Linked DNA regions of Mus musculus: region 1 is linked to region 2. A link is a contact called in public HiChIP or PLAC-seq data. All regions are on one chromosome and are shown on one strand. The core of a region is the stretch at or near the end of the contact, and the rest is flanking DNA. Distances in the headings are between cores, read along the strand shown.

Region 1 (3,470 bases), core at 59-2,558, 1.1 Mb before region 2:
GAGTACAGCATTATGAGTCAGAAGTGTTGTGCTGAAATTGTGTAAGACCATGATCCCAGTGTCTGTAGTGAGGTCACAGGACCGTAGTTAATGTGAAGGGAGAAGCCAGTGACTTCCCCTGAACTACCTGGGGTCACTGCGGAAATGCGTGCCTGGGGTAAGAACCTCTGAAATAAATAGACTGACTGCCACTAATTGTTGTCCTTTCTGTAAAGGAACATGAGAAGTTCTTGAGGCTTCTAACAGAGACGGAAGACTGGCTGTATGAGGAAGGGGAGGACCAGGCTAAGCAGGCATACATTGACAAGTTGGAAGAGCTGATGGTAAGTCCTGTTCTCCCTAAATGATTCAGCTTGCACGTCAAGCCATAGGTGTTTACTAAAGTGTAAGTCTGGCGATTTACCCTATTCTGTTTTAGAAAATGGGCACTCCTGTTAAAGTCAGATTTCAAGAAGCTGAGGAACGACCGAAAGTGTTGGAGGAGCTGGGGCAGCGCCTGCAGCACTATGCCAAGATTGCAGCGGACTTCAGAGGCAAGGTGGGTGATGCTCTCATCCCAGGGAGTGACCTGACTTAGCCAACATGTGGCCTAGGATCCTTGCTGAATAAATGTTGCTTAGTGAGGAACTGTCGGTGTTTGGGACGATGGTAGACTTGAACTTAGGGAAAGTGGGTCTGAGTAGATAGATGTAGCTCTCAATATTCTCTAGAGTGTCTTGTGTATTTTCTATCCAGGATGAGAAATACAACCACATTGATGAATCAGAAATGAAGAAGGTTGAGAAGTCTGTTAATGAGGTGATGGAGTGGATGAATAATGTCATGAATGCTCAGGCTAAAAGAAGTCTTGATCAAGACCCTGTTGTTCGAACTCATGAAATCAGAGCGAAGGTCAAGGTGAGTGGTGCCAGCTACCGACTGCACTCACTCAGCTTGGCACACCAGTGCCTCCCCTGGACCAGCACTGCCTGCCTTAATTCAGTATTGCCATTTAGAACTGTTCTAGCTACGTCTGTCCTGGTTGGCAGTGTGTCCTTGAACCCTATATTGCCAGCAGTTGTTTGTCCTTTGAGGGAAACAGACATTGAGTGCACAGTCTGTCCTGCTGTGGGATAGAGACCAGCAACACTGTTGTGGAGAGCAGGCAGGTGGGCATTTGACCAGGGATGGCCTGAGAAGAAAACAAAGGGAGTGCTTTTCGTCTGAAATAGTACACACGAACAAGGAAGACCAAGGAGAAGTGGGCCTTCTCAGCCACTTTTAAGTTCCAGCCTCCAAATACAGATATGTCATCTTGAAGTGACTCAGCCTTGAGTCATTGTCCCTTCCTTGTTGTGGAGTTCATAACTCCTGTTTTATGTAGCAGAGATACATTAGCATCTAAGGCTACCTAGCAAGTCCCAGAGAAGCCATAGGAGGCAGTCAGTTGATTAGGAGTCATTGTGATTGATTGATGCAGCTTTGAGAAGAGTAGAACCAGGTAGGAAAGCACTGGGCCAGGGGTGTGAGGAAGTCCTTGAATGAACTAGATGGATATCAGTTATCTTAATGATAACTAATTTTGTTTTTTTAGGAATTGAACAATGTTTGTGAACCTGTTGTAACTCAACCCAAACCAAAAATCGAGTCACCTAAACTGGAGAGAACTCCAAATGGCCCAAATATTGACAAGAAAGAAGATTTAGAAGGCAAAAATAATCTTGGTGCTGAAGCTCCGCATCAGAATGGTGAATGCCACCCTAATGAGAAGGGCTCTGTCAACATGGACCTGGACTAGGCTCTGTGCTGGCTCCCTCCCCCACTTCATGAGATGTGTTTGCCATAGTATGTGATCCTGTATAACAGACTGAGTCTATTTATATTTTCTTTTTTTTAAGACTGTCTAGAAATTTTGTGTATTATGAGGGGAAAAAAGGAAAAGCTTGAATCTGTGTAGTCTCTGACCCTAAGTGAGAATGACTTTGGTGTCAGGGTCCTGTGGAGTTGTGCCCCACACTGAGCTCTGTACAGTATTGCTGCTCATACACTGAGGAGGTGGGGTCGTCTTCTGAGGATATGAACTACACTGCTTGGTCACACGCTGGGATCAGAATCTTAAGCAGTTATTCTTGCCAAGGGTTTTGTTTTGTTTTGCATTTTGCTCTTCATTTCCGCATGTGTGTGGCTGTGGTTGTTTATAAATGAGACTAAGTCTGATTTGCATAAGGGCTTTCAAAAATTAAGTCTGTCCAGTAGAGTGATTTTGCTTTCATTATTACCAAGTCAAGAGTACAACAGAGCTAGTGAACCGTAGCAGCATGCGAAGCAGGGCTGTGAACTATCACCACACAGTGCATTGTCCCGTGGAGGTGTGACACGGGAGACACACGTGTGGATCATGTGATCATTGTGAACACCTCGTGAGCTTTAAAATAAAGTCCACCCTGTGGTGTCATTTCTAAGCTGTTGGCTTTGTCTCCGATCGGCATTGGGAAAAGGAGTCCATCGTAGAGAATAGTGCCTGCTCTCCACATTGACAAACCTGAGCACAAAGTCCCACCCTGGAAAAGCCCTGCTGGGACCTATCGCCATCCTGGTCCTTGTCCTCTGGTGACTGGCTTTTTGGGTGGGTCTGCTAGTGTTCTAGACTATAGTGCCCTACAGCCAAAAACCAGAAGTTAACCTGTAAGTGTTGTCCAGTATTACAAATTGAGAGCTTTGGTGAATTCTGTTCTGAAGTCAATTTAAAATATTTGTGTCATCTTGAGTTCTTTTGTTGTCCTTCAAGGTTTTGCCACATAGTTCTTTGGTCTCAGGTGGTGTGGCTCCCTAGGGCAGGGCATCATGGTGGTTGTGAGCAAGTGGTGGGGAACTTTCTTCACCTTCTGTCAGATGGAAAAACCCATTGCTCCCAGGGTCACCTTGGAAGACACACCTTCCTGCTAAGCCCTGATGGGTTTCCCCAGCCTTGGAAAAGTGCCACCAGCTGGTGACCTCACCCAAACAAAACATGCCGATTGGCTTAGCTGTAGTCTTTGGGCATTGAGAAGCTTAACATCTAATGTGCACTGACACCAGCCTGGAGATTTCCTACCACTGGCTGATTTTGGTAGCTGTAACAAAAGTGCCTGAGGGTCAGCACTTAAAAAGATCCATTTTGGAAGATTAAATACAATTAACATAGCACTAGCTCTGGAAAATCCCCTGCCTGCATCACAAGTTGGTAGATGCAGGGTTGGTGGTGGGGTTATGTACACTGGGAAGCAGGAGCAATTGGATCTCTTGGGGCCAGCCTGGTCTCCACAGAAAAACCCATATGCAAGCACACACAACAATGGTGAATGACCTCAAGGATGGGATGGAGAGAACACTGAGGGGTGCGGGGTGCGTGCTAGGGAGCCAGAAAGACTGGGAGCTGCTAGTCCTGTCCTGCTCTTTGACAACAGTCCTCTCCGGAGTGTGGTCCCCTAAGATGATAACCCCTGAGGGCA
Region 2 (3,744 bases), core at 1,082-3,581:
AATAATTTTCTTCATCCCAGTGACCCCCTGACTCTGCCTCAGAAAACCCCTCTCAGCTCTACGAACTTAGCAGCAGCTATGGCTGAGGGGCCCGCGGTGTCATCATCCATTCTTAGAAAGGCCCTTAGAGATTTAGATGAAGTTCCCCGGAAGTGCGGAAGAGCGTCAGAGAGGCAGAGGGGATCAGCAAAGACGCCTTCGCGGCAGAGTTAGCTCTTTGATTTCTTGTGAGGTTAGTTTTTCCATATCAAAACTGCTGTGTCATCCACTGCCTCCCGGGTGATGCTGACAATAGATTCGAGGACGGATGGTGTCACCCTTCCCTGCTGTGCCCCGGCAGGCTCCTCTCTGCAGCCCCTCACTTCACGCTCCACAGTAAAGGCAGCACGGCAGAGAAATCCGTTTGTGTTCTGCAGTGCTCCTTCATGCCTGAATTATGTCAGGAGAGGGTTCCAACGAGTTTTGTGGATAATAACATCTCAGCCTGTCTTATTTGAGTAGTTAGAAATGCAACCAGGTGCAGCAAGCTTACTTTTAAAAGGCGCGGCCTTATACAGAAGGGGCAGTGGCAGACAGCATCCCGTAGAAGACATGCTGTGTGATTTTGGGCTCAAAGTAGGGGTCATTACATCCCTGGCAATGGGGCTGGCGGACAGCTTTCCTTCGTTCTGCCAACTTCTGCTTCTTGCCTTTCAACAGCACTTAGGTCTGTCAGAGCCATGGTGGGTGGTGGGGAGGGGGAAGGAGGCTGAGGAGAGTAGGCGTGGCATGGGAAAGGGGGCTGAGAGTAGGTGTGGCATGGGGAATTAACGTGGTAAACATCTTTAAATGGTAATGCAGTACTCCTTCAGAATCTGTTGGTGGACTGAAAAGCTTCAGTTGTTTGGATTTCCAGAAGGGTTCATGGTGGGGAAGGGTTCTGTGCTTATTAAACACACACGGAGAGAAACTACATTAAGAGTAGAAAACCATGGAACCCACAGATGCTGAAATAGGGAAGCCACATTGGGGTGAGCCTGGGCCTCTGTTTTCCTCTACGTTTGGATTCTTAGGGAGTTGGGTCTGTGATGTAGGCTCCTAGGAGTGTATGGAATGCCTTCAGCCAGGCCGCCACTCAAGAGACAAGTAGGTCCTCTGAAGTGTCCCGTGAGTTCCCGTCCGATGAGGGAACACGTGACTGGGGAGATGGTTCTGGGGAATGACGCAGGCTCCTAGACAACAGGGACTGCATAGCTCACGTCTGAACTCTCAGTGGCCGCAGAGCCTGTGGTGCACCTGTGCGTCGAGAGAGAAAGAGGATGAGTAGCCACCGTTCACGTCAGAAGATGTGCTGTTATTTACAAAACGATGTATGTGCCATGCATGAAATCATCCTTAACAGCACCCAGACTTTAGCCCTGGAAGGTAGGCAAGGCTGCCTTTAGGTGAGGTCACAACTGTAGGTGGGTGTAATAGTATCGTGTGGAGACTGCCCTTCCGAAAGGTCTGAGATATGAATAAGGCTCAACTGAATACTTGTGGTTTCTGTATTCTGATCCTAGATCCGTGGTAGACATTATTTTTTCACCTAAATATTCTAGCATCGGCATTATATTATGCTGTTTTAAATTCACAATACAATTACGTCACCGGGTCAAACAGGGGCTAGGCTGGGAAGTGGTGAATCTACATGTAGTCTCCACTACCACTATATAGTTTCTGGTCATTTCAATTAAGCGGATTGCAGCTTTATGGCCCTAGGACTTCAGGAAACGTGTGTTCAGACATTGCCTCTGCTTCACAAGAGTCTTGTTTCTGTTGAACTTCCACGGCCTTATTGGAAATCAATGATTGTTTCTGATCTTCAAACTGTCATGTTGAGGAGACCTAAAGATTAACTCACTCAATAAAATGGTTTGAGATTGCAGGATGTGGAGAACTTGCAATGATTAAAACACATGCTTCTGCACCACGGTGTGTCCTATTTTAACTGTGTCTACACAGTGCGCGAGGGAATTTCTCCGTGCAAGTTGTTTTCCTCCAACAATCCGCGTGATCATGGCATTTCTGGACACAGGTAGGGACTGACTCCAGAGCAAGAGCCTCTAAACTGAACCGAGACAAGGGCGCTATCCTTTCCTAGCAACTGTTGCTATGCGGGGGCGTGGCATCGATGCGGGCAAGGACGCCCCGGAGGCCCCTTCCCCTCACCTGCACAAACTACATTTCCCATGATGCTCCGAGAGGGCTCCGTTGTGACGAACGGAACAAGCGCAGACGGGGGCGGGGGAGGTGGGGGGCGCTATTCCCAAGTCGGCTCTCGGGCACCAGCAGGGGCCACCGCCGCCATGTTGGGCTGAGGCGATGACAGGAGGCGGCCGGGGCGTGTGGGATTGAGAAGTGGAGGAGGAGGCGGAGAGTCAGGGCTCTGAGGGGGAGCTGTTCCCAAGCTAAGGGAGGAGCCCCCGGAAGACGCTGCGGAAGGCAGGCAGCGAGGCGGAGGCGGCCGGAGCCCAGACGCGATGCGGCCCGACCGGCGCGGCTGCGCTGAGGCGCCCGCGGCCTGAGCCCCCCCGGCGCTGCGCTCGGTTCGGCTCGGCCCAGTTCGGCTCGGCTCGGCTCGGCGGCTGGCGAGGTCGATGCCCTTGAGCGCGGCTGCGCGCAGCCCGGCTGTGCGGCCCCGCGGCGCGCGCTGAGCTTCTCGGCGGCCCCGGCCGCTTTCAGCTCGGCGCTCGATGTGTAGCCACATAGTTATCTGTACACTTCGTCGCCGGGGCTTTAATGAGGACCTGAGTCGCGAGCGCGTGTGAATCACCGCCTGGGCCGGGGAAAGAGGACGGCGCATTTAACCCCCTCCCACCCCGCTCCATGTCCGTGTGTCACTCGGCTCTGTCCACCTGGCGCGGCGGGTCCTGGAGCTGCTACTGCTGCTGACGATCGGCTCCCCTCGCGCCTCTCGCCCCAGAAGCTCTTGTGCTCCCACGTAACTTCTACTTTTTTTTTTAATTTTTATTTTTTTTTTCATTTTTGGGAAAAGCTCAGCACAAACCGATCAGAATTGTGAAGGTTCTTTTTTATTTTTTCCGTAGTTCCAGCACTTCTGCTCTTGCTTTTTGTTTTGTTTTCTGCGTAAACCTCTGGCCCACTCTCAAAAGGCAAGATGTCCAGTCATGTCCCGGCGGATATGGTAAGTGAACGATAAGTTCCGACGTTCGGATTGTAGTGTGGTTTCCAATCTTATTTAATCGGAAGACGACGCTGGCGTCGGGGCGAAGGTTTCTGGGGCCCGGCGGGGGTGAGAAATGGGGGGCACTTCTGGAAAAGCCAATCTACTTGGCTTTGGAGAAGTTGGCTCTTCTGCCCCCCTCCCCCCTTTTCTTTTAGGAAGCACTGGTTTTTGGTGTGGTTTTGCAGCTTTTTCTTTCTTTTTTTCTTCTTCTTTTTTTTAAAACCACTGGGAGTCACTGGTTCGGTTGTGTTTCCTAAGTCGCCGGAGGCAGGGAAATGCAGTGGAAGCGGAGGAAATTCCTTCCCGATTGCTAGAAGGCTTTCAAGGCTTGGATTTAAACGCTTCGGGAAAACGTCAAGGGCTGTGTGGACACGGCCGGGGACGGGCGGCGAGCTGGATACCTAGGGTAGGAAGAGGCTGTCTGGCTCAGTGACAGACAAGATCGTTCAGACGTAGGTGCACACTTGATACATTTCAGGGGCAGCGGCGCACCTCTTTGGAAAAAGTCTTGCTGTGAGCCCTTCGAAACGTCTAGC

What was found. HiChIP or PLAC-seq counts read pairs in DNA pulled down with a chosen protein or histone mark.
Region 1: an H3K4me3 HiChIP or PLAC-seq map of bone marrow-derived macrophages shows a contact between it and region 2, with 4 times the contacts expected there. The contact joins the enhancer-like site here to the promoter of Ubl3 in region 2. A contact is called at or near these places in 1 of 39 promoter capture datasets (hippocampal neurons), 1 of 484 Hi-C or Micro-C datasets (the G1E-ER4 cell line), 4 of 115 datasets of contacts at active chromatin or transcription factors (the SCID.adh cell line, bone marrow-derived macrophages, embryonic forebrain and 1 more) and 1 of 9 other capture datasets (liver).

Annotation. Positions count from the first base shown.
Region 1 is chr5:149,615,814-149,619,283 of GRCm38.p6, reverse strand. It overlaps Hsph1 (heat shock 105kDa/110kDa protein 1), which reads left to right. Exons shown (of 18, transcript NM_013559.2): 15 at 216-323; 16 at 419-538; 17 at 736-897; 18 at 1,574-2,439. The coding sequence ends at 1,777. Among named protein-coding and RNA genes, the nearest start is that of Hsph1, 19 kb to the left of the region's middle. Within about 2 kb of position 1,308, at least 35 of the 459 cell types and tissues checked have an H3K27ac peak or open chromatin away from gene starts, as enhancers often do. A contact at or near this core is called in bone marrow-derived macrophages, where this site is marked.
Region 2 is chr5:148,551,375-148,555,118 of GRCm38.p6, reverse strand. Ubl3 (ubiquitin-like 3) reads left to right here and starts at 2,331. Exons shown (of 5, transcript NM_011908.2): 1 at 2,331-3,166. The coding sequence starts at 3,140.